Regions from separate parts of the Mus musculus genome. Here regions 1 and 3 are each linked to region 2. Evidence: chromatin contacts called from public Hi-C and HiChIP or PLAC-seq data. All regions are on one chromosome and are shown on one strand. The core of a region is the stretch at or near the end of the contact, and the rest is flanking DNA. Distances in the headings are between cores, read along the strand shown.

The links. A called contact is a pair of places that touch in the nucleus more often than the background predicts. HiChIP or PLAC-seq counts read pairs in DNA pulled down with a chosen protein or histone mark.
Region 1: a contact with region 2 is called in an H3K4me3 HiChIP or PLAC-seq map of intestinal villus epithelium, with 8 read pairs. The contact joins the promoter of Mras here to the promoter of 1600029I14Rik in region 2. A contact is called at or near these places in 2 of 115 datasets of contacts at active chromatin or transcription factors (embryonic stem cells and intestinal villus epithelium) and 1 of 9 other capture datasets (adipose tissue).
Region 3: a contact with region 2 is called in a Hi-C map of liver, with 2.1 times the contacts expected there. The contact joins the enhancer-like site here to the promoter of 1600029I14Rik in region 2. A contact is called at or near these places in 8 of 39 promoter capture datasets (the C10 cell line, embryonic stem cells, liver and 4 more), 18 of 484 Hi-C or Micro-C datasets (8-cell embryo, the C10 cell line, the HL-1 cell line and 9 more), 1 of 115 datasets of contacts at active chromatin or transcription factors (embryonic stem cells) and 4 of 9 other capture datasets (adipose tissue, embryonic stem cells, liver and 1 more).

The regions. Positions count from the first base shown.
Region 1 is chr9:99,434,925-99,438,652 of GRCm38.p6, forward strand. It overlaps Mras (muscle and microspikes RAS), which reads right to left and starts at 1,788. Exons shown (of 6, transcript NM_008624.3): 1 at 1,386-1,788.
Region 2 is chr9:99,468,862-99,472,636 of GRCm38.p6, forward strand. It overlaps 1600029I14Rik (RIKEN cDNA 1600029I14 gene), which reads left to right and starts at 1,560. Exons shown (of 2, transcript NR_028123.1): 1 at 1,560-2,065. Nme9 (NME/NM23 family member 9) reads left to right here. Exons shown (of 10, transcript NM_001165957.1): 7 at 740-894; 8 at 1,929-2,069.
Region 3 is chr9:99,519,287-99,523,351 of GRCm38.p6, forward strand. Armc8 (armadillo repeat containing 8) reads right to left here. Exons shown (of 22, transcript NM_028768.3): 11 at 3,853-4,053; 12 at 1,201-1,296. Among named protein-coding and RNA genes, the nearest start is that of Armc8, 48 kb to the right of the region's middle. Within about 2 kb of position 2,790, at least 2 of the 459 cell types and tissues checked have an H3K27ac peak or open chromatin away from gene starts, as enhancers often do. A contact at or near this core is called in liver, where this site is marked.

The DNA.
Region 1 (3,728 bases), core at 538-3,037, 34 kb before region 2:
GTAGTCAGTCACCTGCCTCCCCAGAGGGCCTTTCCTCTCCATAAGGAAATGTCAAGGTCACATCTGGGGGTGGCAGTTTCCACCAGAACATTGGACTTGCTTAACCTCCCACTACAAAGAGACCAACCTTGAAACCCACTGCAACAGAGCCCCCACACCTCCCACCGGGCCAGAGAAAGGCCAAACCATGCCATGAAACGCAGTCGGCGAGGCTAACTGCCTGCAGGGTACTATGAGCACACACACACACACACACACACACACACACACACACACACACACACATCCCCGAAGAAACACCACGGCCTGAAACATTTTCAGCCCCAGTCAGCAGGGACATGCAATTTACAGGAAATAAGAAGGTTTACGGAATGTTAGCAGCTCAGATTTCTTCTCTGGGAAAAGGGGCAGGAGAAAGTCTACGAACTGCTTCAGTGAAAGTGCTTTGTTCACAGCTGAGCCCTTACATGCGTCAGTTGTTAATATACATAGCTGCCACCCCACACTTCAACCCACCACTGCAGGACGTGCGGACTGGTACACTAGGAATGTACAGTGCAGGCTGCACAAGCCTTAAACGTCAGCATCTTAGAGCCTCACTCACAACAGGCCAGAACAGACACGGGGTCAAAAGCACAGGCATAGGCACAGTCCTGGGTAGGTTAACGTCCCACTTCTCCCATCTTTCTGGAGGCGTCCTGTCTGAAGATAGGCAAATTCCCATCAAGTACCAGGGCTTTGTAAGCTTTGCTTTAAGCATTCTCCGCTCACTCCTCGGCCAGCCAGACCTCTGGAGGCCACAGTTTTGAGCGTCATCAGTCAGTCTCTATAATTTGGTCCAGAGAATCAAAAACACCATTGTAGCCCAAGAAGGTTCCCCACCATCAGGAGCTGCCCCAGCGCTCAGGTCAGAGTTCAGGTGACACGGTCTTTGTCCTATTCTCCAGACTGCACTCCGTCCCCAAGGCACCTCAGCTTTGCAGGGGGTTCTACCGTAATGTCAAGGGCCCACTCTGCTCTTCTGAACAGTCGTCTCTCTGACCTAACCCTGGCGTAGGGGCACTTGAGCTCTCCCACTGACCACACTAGACTGTCATTCAGTTTGTGCCCTGCTTTCCAAGCAGAACAGGATTTGGCATGGAGCCTGACACATGATGGGCACCGGGCCGCATCAGTTTAACGAGCGCAGGCCCCAGTGGTGACCAGAGAGCCAGCCCAGCAACCCGAACCCAGGACGCAGTGAAGAGTTGTTTATGAAGAAAGCGGTTTTGTATTATCCACATGAATGTACCACCTCTCCGTAGATCTTTAACCTGATTTACGCCATTTTAAGCCAGGAGAGCCCCTACCCGACCCCGCCGCCCACCTCCCTGCCGAGTCCTTACCCGGGCAGCCGAGGAACCCCAGGATGACTACAATCAAAGGAGTCTGTCTAAGCGGCGGCTAGGCCCTTCCCACTTGGGTCGGAGTGGTGAGCGACTTCTCCGCTGCACACCGTTAAGCCAGAGCCGGTGGTAGGGGGCAGAGGCCACGCACAGCCGGAGCCCGCTGCCCGGGTGCAGCCGGGTGCAGCGCAGCGCAGCCCGGCGAACGCGGAACCGGCCACACCTCCAGCCCCGGAACGGAACAAAGCGCCCGGCGGCCTCCTCCCCTCAGGGTTGCCGGGCGGCTCGCCGCGCGCTCCCGCCGGGGCTGGGCTCCCGCCCTGGGCCACCGCCTCCTCGCTCGCACCGGGAGGAGGGAGCGCCGCGCCCGCCGGGCCCCGCGCCGCCGACTGACGGCTCCGCGCCAGCCAGCCCGGCCGCCGCCGTCCCCGCCCCGCTGACGCCTTAAAGCGACCGCGCACCCCGCGCCTCGGGAGCCTTCCGAGTGGCTGCGACGACCCCCAAACGGCACCACTGTGGGCATTGGGACAGCTGGCACCGGGCAAGGGTCCCCTCGCCTCCACTCACTCACCACACGGATCTGCAGTCTGTGAGCCGCCGATAAGCCTAGGACACCTAAGGGGAATTGGCCCCGGGCGGCTTTAAAAGAGCTGTAGGTTCAATCTTTAACTCTTCGGGCTGCCAACTTCGGGACCTGCGGACGCCTCCCCAGTCCTTAGAAGAGTCCCGTCGCTTCAACCACGTCCCGAGGACCCCAAGATTCCGAGGGCCTGCTGCTTGCTTTAGCTAGGTGCCAGATTCAGGCCTCAAAGTTCTTGAGAATTAGCCAGCGACCTGGATAGGAGGCGGCGGCGACGTTCGCACACCATTTAGCTCTTCCATTGGGTTGGAGTCATTCCCTACTCCCTATCCCCGGCTTTCCCTTTTACAAGACTTGAGATATGATCACATAACGCTGAGTATATGCTTTTAAAGGCGTACGTTTCAGTGGGGTTTTGGTATAACAAAGTTGTGCGACCATAGTTATTTATCTAATTCCAGAACATTCGGGTCACTACTCCTTTCCCCAATAAATTAAAAGAAAAAACCTCTGTGGGTAACCTCTCCCCATTCTTCCCCCCTCCCAGGCTCTGGAACCCTCTAATCTGCATTTCAGCCTCGGTGGATTTGCCTATTCAGAACATTCTATATAAATGGAGTCATACAACATGTGGTCTCTGTGACTGGCTTCTTCCACGGTGTGTGCAGACTGGATGCACGTGGTTCCGCGTAGCCACACCTCGGCCAGACTCATCTCCCACTGTGTGTATAGGAAGCATTTGTTTAGCCTTTCCTCAGTCGATGCTTACCTACTTTCCCCCTTTCTCTCGGTGTGAATAAAGTGCTAGTGTTAAAAGTCTTTATGTAAATACTGTGATTCCTCTTGGATACATACACCTCCAGCGGAATTGCCGGGTTGACTGGGGAACTCTTTCGGGGGCATATATCTGTTTCCAACGCAGCCATAGCATGTTACACTGGCACCACTCACGTGTGTGCGGGGACATAAGCATGCACCTGTGCATGCGTACAGTTGTGAGGACAGGACAACAGTGGGTGTTACCTTTCGGGTGCCTGTCACCATTTTGCTTTATTTTGATCTTTGGTTGGGGTGTGGTTGTTGTTGTTGTTTCTTTTGAGGAGTCTCATTGGCCTTGAACGGCTGAGTAGGTAGAGCTACAAGCCTAGGGGACCTCAACTTCTGCCTCCCTTCCCAGGTAGGGAGGCCAAGACTTTAGACACAGCCTTTGTTTCCATTCTTGTTCTTGCCAACACTTGTAATTGTGTGTCTTTCAGATAATTGCTTCCCTAGTTGGGAGTGAAGTGGCCTTTTGTTCTACATCTCAAAGCTTCTCTCTCTCTCTCTCTCTCTCTCTCTCTCTCTCTATCATTTTTGAGGACATTCTTTTGCAAATGAGCCTTGAAGTCTTGGACCTAGCTTTACTTGTAGCTTTACTTATACGGGACTGCCTGCTATTTTGAGTGCTTCTCCACACCCCTGGCCTCAGGGAACTTCAAAGCTCTGTATCTTGCAAACCTGAGATTCTGCCTAAGGCTGTTTGCCATTGGCCTTCTAGCCACCACCCGTTTAAGGAGAGGCCAGACTCCTATCTAGCGTTATCAAAGCCCAGGTGGCTTTCAAGAGTCCCAGGGCAGAGAACATACTATATGCTACTGAAGGCGTCTTTCACTGGCTGTAGGGAGTGAACGGAGTAAGGAGAGGGGCCTTGAAGATCAGAAGTCCCTCCACCTTGGCTGTCTGGATCCTGCCCTGGCACTGTCTTTTTCTCTCATTTTTGTTTA
Region 2 (3,775 bases), core at 310-2,809:
AGAATACGATCGGAGCCTGTACTGCTCAAGTATCGTGGCTGCAAGGAAACTATTTTAACAGTCAGCAACGGAATAAAGATGTTTATTAGAAGGATGCTCCGTAACTCCCAGAGCCGATGACAGAGAATGAGAAAGGTTAACAAGGATGCTTGGTGAGAAGGGGGACCAAGGAAAGTCTAGGGCCCACAGACGCCAAAGCCTTAGGCAAACCGCTCAAGACGTCGCCGCCTGCCACTTAATCTTGCTTTCTCTGCTTGCTTCTGCTTATGATTTGCGGGCTTGGGGAGTAGGGCTGAGGGCTGTTATAGGTCACAGCCCCACTTCCTAGGTCAGAGGTGTGATAGTTGCTAAGCATCACGGTTGTGAAATGAGGAACAAGGGAAATGAAGGAGGGGATCTTTTCCAGAGGAGCACTGGTATTGAAGGAGAAGGGCCGCAGTCTACACTGTACCCTTGGAGACCCAATACCCATGTATTACATATCCAAACACCATTCTTTTAGCATGCCACTACCCAACCTAACTCATGCTCCACCACAGTTCATCTTCCTGGGGTCCTGGAGTGTGACTGGTCATCATCAACAGCAGGCTGAGGTGGCCAGGTCACGGCTGAGTGTCTACAAGCTCACAAGGCTGCTTACTAACCCTCCCTTCCAGCACATGGGTAGTCTGGTTGCGCTGGCCTGCTTCAGGTCTCAGTAGTTCCTGCCCCAGGTCACTGTTTCCTTCCCTGTGCCTAGGAGGCATTTGAGAGGCTAGTACATCACATGTGCAGCGGACCCAGCCACCTCCTGATTCTCACCAAGACCGAGGGCACCGAGGATGTAGTCACCGCTTGGCGAACCTTCCTGGGACCTTGTGACCCCAATGTGGCCAGGAGGGAACATCCCGAAAGGTGACATCAGCTGTAGTCCTTTCAGCCACCTCAAGCTTCATTTGGTGTTTGGTTCAGAATCGTGGGTGATGCTGTCAGCTCTGGTAGCCAGGGGGCGCCTTTCTATATATCTGGGAAGTTTTTGACATCTTCTTACTGTCTGAGTTTCTGAGACTCCCCGACATGGGATCCTACCCCACCCCACCCCTCCCAGATTTCTAAAGGCTGCTGCTGAGTTAGGCTCAGTCACAGATCTCAGGGACCTTCCAAGTCAAAGGCAGCAGTACCGCCTGCCCTGTGGACTTCAGCTACCACAGCCAGTGCTATCTGGAGTCAGCTTCCTGTTCAGCACACCTACCTAGACCTGCTCAGCCTGCTCTATGACCCAGTGAGCAGCTAGCTTGGAGTCCACTGTACCAAATCCACGGGCCTTGGCTTTTGAAGCTGACAGAGAGCCATGGTCAGACAACAGGAAAGAACTTAGCAAAAAACAAAAACAAAACAAACAGAAAAAACAAACAGAAAACAAACAAACAAACAAACCTTAAAGTACTTTGCAGTCCTAAGGGACAAGAGCGTCTAACTGAAGCAACTGGGCTAAGCAAAGCGGCAGATGGCTCAGACCTTAGGTTACCAGCTAATGGGTCAAGTCCCTCCTCCGTTTCCGTTCAGTTCAGTTCAGTTCCCTAGGCTGTGAAGTGGGACTATCCACCCGCAGGCAGCACAGAGGCATTTAGAGCGGCGCTCAGCACATAGGTCCTAACCTAGCTCGACCAGGATTAGGGTTCTTATCAAGATCAGTCATATTGCTGCACGAGAGGCAAGGTGCTAGAGCTCAGCTGTGACCCAACAACAGTGGGAGTTGTAGTCTCTCTCTGGGCAGAAACGTTGCCAGACTCTGTTTAACACCCCTGGGCAGCAGGTGCTGGCACGGCTGATACTCTCCAGTTCTCTACAAAGAGCAAAGCAGTCTGGTAGCTGGTGGTCCTGCTGCCAGAGAGCAATGCATTTCTCTTCAAGTGAAACAATTGTTTCTTTTACATTGTACCAACCAGTCTCCGGGCTCAGTACGGCACAGAAATGCCTTTTAATGCTGTGCATGGAAGCCGGGACAGAGAGGACGCCAACAGAGAGCTGGCGCTGCTCTTCCCCAGTTTCAAGTTCTCAGATAAAGACAAGGAAGCTCCACCGGGTGAGTTGATAATGGCTTTATGACTGTGTGTGTGTAAAACTGACGACTTATCTCCCAACTAGCCAATAAAGTCCTGTTCTGAACACAGGTCACCATGTAACTGGCATCACCATTAATCCATTTGGTGCATTCTTGAAGCAGAAGGGTTGCTTTTTAAGACCAACTGGGCTTTTTTTTTTTTTTTTTTTCCTGCTTATGGTGGAGCCCTACTTCCACCCGTGAGACACGTTGCCTTTCTTTCTGCCAACCATGGGGAAAGTCCTATGACTCTAAACAAATCCAAAGTTTATTTTTATAGGTTCGCACACCCACCCTTTGCAGACTGATCACTCTCATCTTCCACCCACCCTCCCTTCCCCACAAATATCCCTCCAGTGTTCCTATCTGTTCATTTTGTTGTGCGATCCATTAAGATTAGCCAGGGCCATCCGTGTGATCGTGGGTTTGAAGCTATCTGTTAGTGAATGACTGGAGGACTCAGAGAGTCCACCACACTCTTAGGGATCTACCAACAGGGAGGGTTTAGAGGTAAGAAGGCTGAATGAAGCTCATGACGTTGACCTTGTGTGGGCCCAGTGCAGGTAACAGCAGCTGATGTGAGCTAATGTTACAACAGTTTTACGAGTCTGGGGCACAGTACCTTCCGGCCCTCTCTTGCACAACATTCCCAGAGCCTTAGAGGGGGTGGTATACGACTTACTTAGGGCTGGGCCCACTCCTGTCACTCACGTTCCCCATCCTGGGCAGCCATGAATCTTTATTCACTGCTGTCAGGAGGGGTTTCTGATTCAGGCTGAGCAGTGACACCTCTGTCTATTGATCTCGGCTCTGGTACTCGGAAGGCTAAAGTTACTAATAATTCAGTTTAGGTAATCATGAGAATACTCCTCCCCAGACTTGGGTGGTTGGCTAGGCCACCAGGCACTGGTCCTATCCTTGGAGAGGGGCTAGAATCCATGCAGACGGCACTTGGTCATTCTATCAACGTTCAAGCTGCTGCTGTGTACCTTGTTCTTCAAATGGCTTCTTAGTACTTGATGAAGTTAATCCTCTGCCCATCCCCCATCCTCATCTCTCCAATCTCAAGGCCTCCTTCCCCGCCTAAACCTTTCTACCCATGCTGCCCCCTTCTTTTTATGTTCTACTATATGCCTTGCCTTAAGGCAATCCTTACCTCACATCACCGTAATTCACATGCACAGTCCACATGCCTCAAACGGTACCAAACAGTTAACACTATGGTCCTCATATGAGATCATAAGGCATTTGTGCATTTGGGCCTGGATTACCTTACTTAAAATAATTTTCTCCAATCCCATCCATTTCCTTGCACATTTCAGTTTTCTTTAGAGCTGAGCAGTAGTCCACCGTGTATGTACAAACCCTGATCACTCATTAGTTGCTTCCATTTCTTAGCCACTGTGAATAGGGCAGTAATGAACAAGAGCTGTTATCCCTGTCACAGGAACTAGAGTCCTTTGGGTCCATGCCCAGGAGTGGTACTTGTTTTTGAGACTCCTCCAGCCTGATTTCCAGAGTGGCTACAGTGGACAAAGGTTCCCCTCCCCCACGTTAGCTACCATTTTGTTACTAGTTGTTATTAGTGTTCTTGAAAGCCATTCTGTTGGCATGAGATGAAATCTTAAACTGGTTTGTTTTTTTTTTGTTGTTTTTGTTTTTTTTGATTTTCGAGACAGGGTTTCTCTGTGT
Region 3 (4,065 bases), core at 1,540-4,039, 52 kb after region 2:
TAGACACAGGTAATTCCACATCTCTAATGTTTGCTTTGAAGTAACAGTTCACAAGTGTAAATCACAGGTGTCAAAATGACATTTATAAGTCATGTACTAAAAACACTCTAAGAGGTCAGAAACCTCTCACCAGCTGAGATACATGGAAAACTCAGCTTGTTGTTGGCTGTGCATTTTAAACTGGTTTTAAAATCAAAGCTCCTCACTCTCTAATCTTACTGCTGTTCCTTTGGTTTCTTCAAGAATGAATCCTTCTCAATGTGCCTCATCCAACATACTTGAGGTTGGTTCCTTCATTTCTCTAACAAGCCTAAAATTCTTCTCTGAGTCATGGTAATTTCTCTCACAATTCTCCTTAAAATACCAATACAGATGGAGAGAGTCAGTCAATCATCATGTTCAATAGAAAAACATGTTACTACAGCAACTCATGACAGGACATGTGGATCGGCTGGTTAATGTCTGCAATCCTCTGTGGACTCCATCAGACTGTAAGTTTTTGAGTAGTAAATTCTAGCCGTTTAGTTTGTTGGGGGAGCCAGGTTAGAATTTAACACTACACTGCACTTCTTGCCTACAACTACCTCCATAAAGAACATGAGTTCAGTGTCACACTAACATGGGGTGAGGTACCAGTGAGACATTTCAGAAGAGCTGGAAAGTTCAGATGACCACTCACTAAACATAAAATCATCATTCCACAAAGATTTTATTCACATTAAACTTGCACAGTAGCAAAAAAATAAAATAAAAAATTTAAATCAAAACATAAAACTAAGCCACATTATTAAAGAACAATATACAATAGAGATTTGAATTTCTCAATGGCATTAGAAGGTAAATCAATAAATAACATTTACAATTCTAGTGTTAGATCTTTCAAGGTGTCTAAAGCTTCACAGTGCTAGAAATGATTTTTATCAGAACACATGCAAAAGTGTGCAACATAATGATTCATATTAATGACAAAATCAGCAGGCCAGTTATGTATCATTCCAGCATGGCCATGCCACTCTATGTTCTAAAAACAAACAGCCCCCCAAATCCAGGTCCCATTCATTCTTCAATTATGCCTTTTGTCACTCTGCTTTATTTTATTCAAACAGTCACTGTTAGTGCTCTTCACCACGACTTTCAGGTTGACGTCACTCCCTGCCTGCTGGCTGTCAGGACTGGGGGACGCCCCTCTCCCAGACTCACCTTCTTCCGGATGTCTTCATCATTTGCTCCAAGAGAGGCATAGAGCTTGAACGCAGCCTGGCGGAGCTCATGGGCATGTTTTAAGTCATGATCAAGCTACAGGAAGTGGGGGAAAGAGAGATTCCAAATTAGTCTATAAGTTCTATTTTAATAAAATACAACATAATAAAATAATAAAAATAAAACATAAAAATTACTGAGTTTCAGGGCAAGCAGAAACTATTAACACTGGTTCTGTCACTAAATGAATTTCCTAGTTACTTTTGCTCTCTGTTCACATTTGAGATCTTGCTGTGTCTATGTCAGTGTGACCTGAAATGAAGTCTACTTCTGTCTGAAAGTGACGATCATCACCTCTGCATGGATATGACTCTTAGAGTCCAGTGTTTCAGACGGTAGTTGTCAGTGGCACTGATATTTGCTTCTTGAAAGAGGAGCACAGAGAGAAGGCACAGCTAGACAGTCTCCAACTGCAAGCTGGACACACTGAATGCTATCAGACCAATGTTTTCCTAATTTTGGCATTTAAAAAAACTTTTAGAAAGACATTTTGTGAAAACCCTCAGCAATCAACTCACCAGAGTCACTACCTCTATCTATTAGATATATGTCCAGGATTTTTAAAGAAAATTATTGAAATAAATTGTTGCCATGAAACAATTACTGCTATCTTTAAATACACATAAATGGCTATGTTAGCAATTGTACAAACCTGTTTTCCTAACACATTACTATAAAATTAAAATAAAAACATTTTCTCAGGATATTTAACTATGAATTGTAACTATACAAGAGGAATTGATAGTATTTTAAACTTAAAGTCATACCACTGTGTTCACCTTTTCCTAAAGGCCTATTTTGGGAAGGTGACCTCTTACCTTAGTTTGCAGCTATTGTTCCGAACACTTTGAAGCCCTGTTCTGAAACCTCCTAAAGCCCTAGCTGAATCAGCTACAACCCAAGCAGTGACAGTGCTGTCACTAAGCACTGTAAGTTTTCTGCCACTGACTATGAATTTGGGATAACAAAATGCTCCACAGGTACAAAGTATGCAGTGTGCACGGGAGGTGGTTCTGAGTACACTCGGTAGAGGAGCTCCACAGATGCTGGTACTGATGGCTACTGAAGGGCTGAGTCCCAGGGCACGAAAGCCCTCAGGTCCTCACCACATTCTAGCCATAACTTACACCACAGAACACAAATTTGGACTGATATCATGACAACCATCTACTTAATAACTTGAGAATTTCACTCTGTAGGTCTAATACCTACACTTTTGTAGCTAAACCATCTTTGGATACTCCAAGTTTTCAAATCAAATGTTCACTCATGCTTGTCATTTGGAAGTCCTTAAAAATTATTCCAGTTTTATGATGAAAGAAATGAAATGAAAACAAGATTCTAACCATCAGGAATAATCCCCCACACACAAGTGAAGTCCGCTACAGGTGCTGACATTCAGAGCTTTTAGATCAGCCTCCTCAGGCATGCTCATGGTCCTCCGTGCCTTGCTGGGGAGGGAAGCTCAGGAGACCATCAGGACTCACTGTGTATTTTGTATTGGTGAGATATTTTATCAGTGTGAGCAAACACCCCAGGGAAACAGATAGGGCAGCATGCCCATACTGCTACTAGGGAGGAATGCTACCCAAGGGCAAGTGGACACAGAACTTTCGTTTTATTCTTGCCAACCTTTTTTTTTTTTTTTTTTTTTTTTTTTTGAGATAGGGTCTTTTCTTGTGTAGCACAATTTGACATCAAATTCACTGTCCTCCTGCCTCAGCCTCTCAAGTGTCAGAATTACAGACATGTGCCGTCACATCTGGCTTCTGACCCATAACTTTAAAGTAGAGGGCAGTACATGTAACTAATTCAAGGCCCACGGACAGTTATTTTAGGCCTCCCTAAAAACAGAGAAAAAACATACGTATAATTTACTTTCAACATTAAGTGGCAAATAGGCTACTGCCCGCTGGGTGAATGGCTTTGGGAGTCAGAGCACATGAAAAGTGAAGACAGCCGTTGTTCTTGGGACCATTGCCATACTCGCTGGTCTTGAGCACAAATAAAAGTCATCACCCTATTTGCCATGACCTCTTTAAATAAAGTTATGTTAATAAATTCTCTTAGAGAAATGGAAATGGCAAACAGGCTGCAAGCAAAAAGTCAAAAGGAATCCCAAATCCAAGGAACTTCATTTTCAGAAAAAGTAAACATGGCTTGGTCCTCAGTGGTCCCAAAGACCAACCAGGCAAAAGTAAGAAAGATACCACCCTTGACCGAGAAAGAGAAGGGGCAGGTGTGTGTGTGTGTGTGTGTGTGTGTGTGTGTGCGCGCACACACCAGAGATGATTCTGTAACTTTGAACTGAGTTAGGTACTGACATAAAGTCAATACTCAATGTAGGAAACCCCACTATTCTGGAGATTTAGCTTAGTTAGGAAAGCCAACAATGTAATTCTCTTCTTGATTTTGTGCTTAGTGAAAAAAATCCTAATGATAAACACTAAACAAACTAGATTTTTAAGCCTCACAATCTATCCATGTTATTAAAGGTAAAAGACTCCTTTATTTAAATGGGCTCTCAGATGGAATTGTCAATTGTTTCAAAGCTGTGTGCAATAAGAAATGGAAAACTCCAGAGGCACATACCCTTTTAATGTCAGTGATGGCGCTCACTGAGCTGGGATACTTGAAATAGTCAGCCAGCATGGCAATGAGGTGGTCGGTTATGCTAGCGATTCTCTGCAGCTCAACATCTGGCTCAATCAGATAGGCGAGGGTCTCAGCTCCTTCAACTCTCTCCTCTAGTAACCTCTCCTTACTGCACATTCGAACCAAACAAGGCAAAGTCTGAAAGCAGGG